Regions from separate parts of the Mus musculus genome. Here region 2 is linked to region 1. A link is a contact called in public HiChIP or PLAC-seq data. All regions are on one chromosome and are shown on one strand. Each heading gives the region's core, a stretch centred on a gene start, on an enhancer-like site or on the middle of the called end of the contact. The rest is flanking DNA. Distances are from core to core; before and after follow the strand shown. Region 1 has its middle 35 kb from the start of Gm33098. Region 2 overlaps Galnt18 (polypeptide N-acetylgalactosaminyltransferase 18).

Region 1 (4,240 bases), core at 123-2,622:
ACAGTCAGTTGAAGTGTGCATGCTGACATGAAGGCCGTGAGACTGGAGCACAGGGCCAGTTCTAATTGTGAAGCCCCACTGGCTTTCTAAGGAGAAAAAACCAAAACCCCAGGAATGACTTTGGAATTGTTATCGGGTATTTAGTTCACTTAGCAGTTGCATTCAGGCCTTTCCAGACTTCCTCTATCAGGTAAAACCAGGAATTAAAGAAGCATGAAACACTTCCACTTGAATTGTGAAGGAAGGCTTCAGAAATATTGCCTCTGGTGGGTCACGTGAAGGCATGTCCAGCAGCAGGTCCAAGCGGGTGGAAAGGACAGATTTCAGAGCACTGTCCCCACTGTTTAAAGTTCCCCTGGGCTAAGTGTCTAGCAGGGGAACCACAGTGGCACCTCTTGGCCTTGTGCTCTGGACTTTGCACAATCCAGGTCCCAGGAGCTAGCTCAGTCTAACCCTCACGAAGATGGCCTCTGTAAGAGTGAACTTTCACAGATCCCATGCTGAGAAACACCCAGAGTAAGCTCTGGCATGTCTTTGAGATCTTCTTGCTAGGGTTGAAGAGATAGCTCAGTCAGTGACGTGCCTGCTGTGCAAGGGTGAGGGCCTGAGTTCGATCCCCAGCACCTGTGTGAAAGGCCAGATTTGGGGGTGGGGGGCACTTGTAATCCCAGGGCTAGGAAAGTGAAAAGGGGCAGGAGCTAGGGCTTGTTAACCAACTCATTCGGTGAGCTCCAGGTCAGTAAAAGCCTCTGTCTCAAAAAACAGAGTGGGTGCTAGAGAGATGGCTTAGCAGTTAATCGTCTTTCCTGCTCTTCTAGACCCAAGTTCTGTTCCCTGCCCCCACACCAAGTGGTTCTCATCCACTTGTAACTGCAGGTCCAAAGAATCTGATGCCCTCTCTGGCTTCCTGGGGGCATCCAAATGCATGTTCACAGACACACACACACACACACAGACAGACACACACACACACAGACACACACACACGTAAGTAAATAATCTTAAAACAAACAAACAAAAAGAGTGTATGACATCTGAGGAGTGACATCTGAAATTGACCTCTGGTTTCTCTTTACACACACAAACACACACACACACACACACACACAGAAAGAGAGAAAAAGAGGGAGAGAGAGCTATGCATGCATACTTACACATAATGCACACACATACATTGCATATACATACATGCACATACACAGACACACACACAAGCTCATGCACGCATGTACAATTCTCATGCCAAGGGCAGGACCTTCAGACTGCTTATTTTGGTCCCCAGCACCTGCTCCAGTTCTGGCTCACACAGGTGCCAGCGTCTGCTGGAAGAATGCTCAGATGGATGCGTGCTGCTAGGCTAGCACCAGTTCCAGCTGTCTGCAATCCTGTGTGCCTGATAATCTCAGTGCATAGTGCTATAGCTCGGAAATGAATGGCCGTGAGCTGCAGGCTTCCAGAGCGCAGAGGCTGCAGGCTTGGACACTGGAGTCAGACACAGATGGGTCATTTTGCTCAGCCTCTGACTATTTTTGTGATCTCAACCCAGTCACTTGATCTTTGAGCTTCTGTTTCCTCATATATATATAAAATGGCTGTCATAAAGTCTACTTTATTTGACTATCAAGGGAATGAAATCAGATAACGCCTATAAAATGTCCAGCTATGTCCCTGGCACATACTGAGTGATCAGTAAACAGGCTTGTCTGGGACTGTGTGTGTCACCAGCTGCAATGCTTTAGAATCCAGGTGGTGGGAGGGAGGGCACATATCATGCGTGTGTGGGTATTGTGAAAGGAGGTTTTATGTAGCCCAGGCTGGCCTTAACTTGCTATACAGTCAGCACTGGCGTTGGACTTCTTTTTTTTTTTTTTTCTGTTTTGTTTTCTTTTCTTTTTAAAATTAGGTATTTTCTTCATTTACATTTCAAATGCTACCCCAAAAGTCCCCCAGGCCCCCCCACCCCCTACCCACCCACTCCCACTTCTTGGCCCTGGTGTTCCCCCATACTGAGGCATATAAAGTTTGCAAGACCAAGGGACCTCTCTTCCCAATGATGGCCGACTAGGTCATCTTTTGATACATATGCAGCTAGAGTCAAGAGCTCCGGGATACTGGTTAGTTCATATTGTTGTTCCCCCTATAGGGTTGCAGACCCTTCAGCTCCTTGGGTGCTTTCTCTAGGGCGTTGGACTTCTGATCCTCTTGCTTCTACTACCCCAAACACTGGAATTACAGATTCTCATCATGACTTCTGGAGTATGTGGTGTTGAGGGATACAGATTTTTTTTTTTCACATCAAGTAGGCATCTTACTAAGTAAGCTGTATCCCCTGCTCACATGTCTCTGTTTTTAGAGGTGGTAGAATTGTGGATTCTGGGCTCCAGAGCCTGCCATTATAGTGATTGGTATCCACCGTTAACCCTATGGTCATGTGGACACTAAGTCATGAGCAAAAGGCTTGGAGGACTGAGTGAGGCACAGGAATCAGGTGAGGTCAGGGCTAGGATGAGGTCACACGGAGCCAGTGAGATAGCTGGCTGGATTCTCAGGATACAAGCTATGGCTGAATTCCTAGAAGTTATGGGATGGGAGAACTTCCTCTGGGTCTCCTCTGGTCCTCAGCTTGGTGGAGTTTCCTCATCCATCAAAGCTTGCTTCTGCTCTGTGGGGAAGAGTCCTCTCAGCCAAGGGACTTTATGGGAGCCATCATGACCGTGAAATTTGACTCAGGCAAGACGAACCACTGGGTGAATTTTATTGTGAGTCCTGTATGCCAGGAACTCCTAGAATATGTTTTGCGAGAAAGCCCCAGAGTGTGGAGACAGGAGCCAGGCTCAACCCTGTCAGGCAGGAGGTAGGTCAATGACGCCATCTGGGGAATTTCAGCTGCTCAGAGTGGACTGGCAGTGCTGTGGGTGGTGACTGAATTTTACCCTTGGTTATCAGTCATTCGCTTGACAAACATTCATTTCTCCTCTTTGCTTTCTTCCTAGGTGAAGCCGTGGCAGAGTGAGGGTATGGGTCTGGACTTATGCTACATCAGGAACACGATGTGCTTCCACATAGCCTTGGTCATCTCTTTGGCTTCCATCCATGTGTATGAACACAGGGGGTTTGCCGACTTTCTAAGATTCCCCAGAGCGGCTGCGTGTGTGTGTGTTTTCACATTCACAAGTGCATATCAAGTGCACGTGCACATATTTTCAGGTGCGATTGCATTTGAGTGTGGAGGTTGGAGGACAATGTCTTTGTATGCATGAGATCAGAGGAAGAGGCCAGGTGTCTCTTTTTGTCACTCTCTGCTTCATTATTTTTGAGGCAAGGTCTCTCATTGAGTCTTGAGCTAGGCCTGAAAACTCCAGAGAATCTTCTGGTCTCTGCATACCCCTGCCTTTTTGCTGCAACCCTGGGGTTATTGGCACATGGTGGCCATGCTCCTTTTAAGTAGGATTTTGGGATAATGAACTCGGTCTTCATGCTTCTAAGGCACAGACTTGACCGACTGAGCTAACTGACCAGTCCGTAGATGTGCCTTTGAGAAAGTCGAGGTTCCCTGAACAGGCATGGAGTACAGAGGCTGACCATGAGCACTTGGGAGAACTTTCTGGTTGCTCCTTTGCTCAACACCCCTGAGCTCTGTCTGGCCCTCAGAAGATGAAGTGCCTCACTTGTAGCTTCAGAAGGGGTTGAAGGTTGCAGCAACAGGACTTTTACACATGTAACAATTGCAGAACGAGTCAGTGTTTTCTGCTGTCTGTGGAACTCTGGGAAGGACACAGGGCTGGAGGAGATGGAAGGCAACCCTAGCCCTTCTTTCTCTAGGAGCCTGCAAGACGTGGCGGTGCTGAGCTCTGAGCTCAGGATCTATGGGGTCACAGTCAGTGCTGCTGTTTGCCTGTCAGGTGACTTCCCTGCCTGGTGGATGAGTCAGGGATGTTGCTTCCTTACATATAGAAGAGGCTATCCATAGCATCAGTTCCAGCTCCCACATTCCAGGGGTCAGAGTTCGCTGTTAGAATCATTCCAGATTCTAGAAGCTGAGTACAGATCAAGTGAGCATTCCTCTGGGGCCTCTGAACAAGGAGTCCCAGACAATTGGCACTAGATGGCCAAAACCTAGGGAGTGGGCTGTCACTGGAGTTTCAGAGTTGCCACTAGTTTTTAATGTGAAAATCTTTGACAGCTAGTTTCCTCTGGTAGGAAATTACTTTATTAAATCAATGAACTTCAGAACTTGCTA
Region 2 (3,923 bases), core at 915-3,414, 560 kb after region 1:
TGGACCTCCATTAGAAAGATTAAAGAATGTGTTTGGTGCAGACCAAAAACAAATCTCAGATTATAGAAGTTGTCAAACTATCTTGACTGCCAACTGGACTATCAGCTTGAGGCAAGAACTCACTCATCCTATTTGCTCTCATGATGGTAAATCTTTTCTTTTAAGATTTATTATGTATTTATTTATTTATTTTTGTGTTTGAGTGTATATATGTGCACCATGTGCATGCAGAGGCCTCAAGAGGCCAGAAGAAGGTATAAGGCCCCCTAAAGCTGGAGTTGTAGGGAGCTGTAAGCTGTACAGCATGTATCTGGGAACTGAACTTGGATCTCCTAGAACAGTATCAAGTGCTCTTAACCACTGAGCTATCTCTAGAGCCTGGCATGGACCTTTGAGCTCTATATGCACATTCACACACATGTACATAAACACCCTGGAGGGCAAGAAAAAAATTAGAAAAGAAAATGTAGCATTTCACAGACACAGAAGGTCAAAGACCAGAGATAACCTAACCTGGAAAGACTAACCAAGCCTCAAAACCAGGCTATGACCTTTTGTTATAACCCTTCAAATTGTCCCCAAAAGTAAGGACCTTCTGAATGGCTCTCAAGGGAATGATTTTCTGGTCAACACTGCCTGGGGGCAAGACAGAGACTGCAAGTATATGGGTGGATCCTGATGGAGGACTCTGTGATGCCCCAGAATGTATCTGAACTGTGAGGCAGATAACATCCTAACTATGGAATGAGGAACAAAGAGAAAGGCAGGCCAGTAAACCTCAGCAGTCACCATTGTGCAAAGGTCCAGGGAAGATGCATCTGCAAGTTACCGGCCAGGAGGAGACAGGAAGAAAATTCAGACTCTACACCAAAGGCTAACTAACCCTTTTCCATGCCAGCACTCCCCCCAGACTCTCCTTCTGAGTGAGAGAACACTGACCCAGTGTTCAGCTTTCCTGTGGGGAGAAGAAACTTTAATTACAAAGCTAATTGCAGATTGAGTGCACCTGGTAGTGTGTGTGTGTGTGTGTGTGTGTGTGTGTGTCTGTGTGTGTCTGTGTGTGTCTGTGTGTGTCTGTGTGTGTGTGTGTGCATGTGGTATATGTGTGTGTGTTTGTGTGTGTGTATGTGTGTGTGTCTGTGTGTGTTTGTCTGTGTGTCTGTGTGTGTGTCTGTCTGTGTGTCTGTGTGTGTATGTGCGTGTGTCTGTGTGTGTTTGTCTGTGCGTCTGTGTGTGTGTCTGTGTGTGTGTATGTGTGTGTCTGTGTTTGTGTGTGTGTGTTTGTCTGTGTGTCTGTGTGTGTCTGTGTGTGTGTCTGTGTGTGTATGTGTGTGTGTGTCTGTGTGTGTGTCTGTGTGTGTGTCTGTGTGTCTGTGTGTCTGTGTGTGTGTGTGTCTGTGTCTGTGTGTGTGTCTGTGTGTGTGTATGTGTCTGTGTGTGTGTGCATGTGGTATATGTGTGTGTGTGTCTGTGTGTGCATGTGGTATATGTGTGTGTGTGTCTGTGTGTGTGTGTGTGTGTGTGTGTGTGTCTGTGTTAGCCTTGAGTCAATTAAGAAGAGGCTCCTTTTCATCCATTCTTTCACCAAGATTCTAAGCTTTTAAAGAAAGAAAAGGAAGATGACAAAAAGCAACAAGGTGTCTTGGGAACAGAGCCTCTCCTGGAGTAAGGAGGTGAGGGGGTGTCAGTGTTGTATGTTACAAGCAGGTATGGGCTTCCTATGTGTAAGACCAACAGGAAGCTTGGGCCCTCACCTTCCTACAGGATTCCTGCTGCTCTCACCAGGTTACATGTGGGGCAAAGAAAGAGAATTGTAGGCCCAGACGAGCTTCCTCCCAGCAACTGTTCCCTACAAACGCTTGGTGATATTTTGTACCTGCTTAGAATTTTGTGGGGCTGTATCAGTAGCAAAGAACCTGAGGCTTGGTGTGGCCCACCCAAAAGGACAGGGACATTGTGTGCCCTCCAATTGCAGGAAGGAAGGAAATGGGGATGGGAGGGAGAGGGAAGAGGAGGAAGGGAGGAAATAGACACGGCCACTTCTGGAGCTGTGCTCACAGAATGGCAGTCTGGCTTTCCTGGCCAGCAGCATCCCAGCAGATATGTGGGGCTGACTAGGAACTGGCTGTAGGCAGACACAAAGCCAGCAGGGAAAAGATGGAGTCTGGGCACACTGTTGGCCAAGTGACAACGATGGCAGAGAAAGCATTCATTCCTGCTGGGCACCCTGGTCTGCTCACAGCTGGTTTCAGTGAATGCTGGTTGAGGGCCAGCTATCTCCATTTATCTGTGTTAGTCCATTTTTGTTACCATAACAGAAAACGTGGGGTTGGGAGGCACTTCTAAAGAAGACTACTAAGATCACAGTTTTGATGGCTATGTAATCTAAAAGGATGATACTGCTCTGGTGAGGAACCCTGGGCTGTACTTCCTCCTATCACATGGTCGTGAGACAGCATACATGCAAACAGAGAAGATAAATGGCCAGATAGGAATATAGAAGCATGGGGCAGGGGGCGGGAGGCAGTAAGGACCTCCTCAACCGCTGTCCTGACAACCTGACCTCCAGCACAGGAAACCTTTAGGGTACAGTCACAGCATAGCCAAACCAGGACACTTTTTCTCCAAATGTGACCAGGTTTACAGATGACAAGCTGTCAGCAGTCTTAGCTCCCTCATCTCAAAGAGTGTTCTCCAAGGGCTGAAGGGATAGCAGATCAGCCAGTAAAGCATTTGCTATGTAAGCATGAGGTTCTAAGTTCTGACTTCCACTATACACATAAAAAGCTGAATCCTTAATCATACCGTATCTGGAGCAACAAATACAGGTGACCGCCTAGCGCTCACTGGCCAGACAGCCTAGTCAAGTCGGTGGGCTCCAGGTTCAGTGAGAGACCATGACTCAAAAATAATGTGGAGAGCGATAAAGGCAGATCCAAGTCACACACACACACCACCTCTACAAGCATCCATCTTCCTCACACGCCAACACAAACACTTCATCCACCACATGCACACTAACTTTAAAACTATAATAAAAAGCAATTTTCAAAGAGTAGTTTCCAAATTGGGTTGAGCCGTGTGATGTCTGTCACAAATACTTATGTGAATCCCAATAAGTTAAGCAGACAGGGCAGAGCTTTCCCACACGAGCCAAGCTGAGGGTGGATCGGTCTCCACCTCCCACCCATCAGGCCTCCAACTTGGGAGGCTGCCAGAATTCTCCATGGACGCTGGGCAGAATCAGAAACTACACAGATGAGGGCTCTGCAGCTGACACCCGGAGCCCCAGGCAGAAGGACAGCAGGAAGGTACATCTGATTAAGATCAATTGATGCTATGTCCTTTCTAAATAAACCACCAAGCTCATTCCTACGTGCTCAGAGGCCGTGCCAATAAATGATTGGACAAATCAATTCAGTAAGCCTGGATTACCAGAACTGGTCCACATTTATCCCAGTCCCAGTGAGGACAAAACCTGGAACATTGGGAGACAGGACCATAGAGGATGTGGTTTCAGCAGGCTAGGTCTGCACCATGGTGAACTGGGTTGTGACTTGGAGGTCTCAGTTATGAAGTGTCTTCACAGGCTCTGACAACTCAACAAAAGATTTTGCCAGCCCTCAGCATAGAGGGTTTCCTGTGGGTTTGAATGCACAGCCAGAGAGAGGGGTCTATAGATGACGGGCAGTTCTGTATCTTGCAGCTTTAGGCAAAAGAGAGAGGGGAAGGGAGAGGAAGAAAGGGAGAGAGGAAGAGAAGGAGAGGGGGGTAGAGGGAGAGGAAGAGTGGGAGACGGAGATAGAGAAAGAGGAAGAGGAAGAGGAGCTAAAGGTAGGACAGACAGCAGACAGACAGTTATCTCTGCATAGCAGAGGCTTCTATGTAACAGAGTAGCCTCAGCCTCGTTGTCCACTTCACAG

What was found. HiChIP or PLAC-seq counts read pairs in DNA pulled down with a chosen protein or histone mark.
Region 2: an H3K27ac HiChIP or PLAC-seq map of VIP interneurons shows a contact between it and region 1, with 5 times the contacts expected there. The contact joins two enhancer-like sites. A contact is called at or near these places in 2 of 115 datasets of contacts at active chromatin or transcription factors (VIP interneurons and differentiating embryonic stem cells) and 1 of 9 other capture datasets (embryonic stem cells).

What each region holds. Positions count from the first base shown.
Region 1 is chr7:111,173,214-111,177,453 of GRCm38.p6, forward strand. No RefSeq gene overlaps it. Among named protein-coding and RNA genes, the nearest start is that of Gm33098, 35 kb to the right of the region's middle. Within about 2 kb of position 1,373, at least 15 of the 459 cell types and tissues checked have an H3K27ac peak or open chromatin away from gene starts, as enhancers often do. A contact at or near this core is called in VIP interneurons, where this site is marked.
Region 2 is chr7:111,734,402-111,738,324 of GRCm38.p6, forward strand. The region is part of intron 1 of Galnt18 (polypeptide N-acetylgalactosaminyltransferase 18); the gene reads right to left. Among named protein-coding and RNA genes, the nearest start is that of Galnt18, 44 kb to the right of the region's middle. Within about 2 kb of position 2,165, at least 14 of the 459 cell types and tissues checked have an H3K27ac peak or open chromatin away from gene starts, as enhancers often do. A contact at or near this core is called in VIP interneurons, where this site is marked.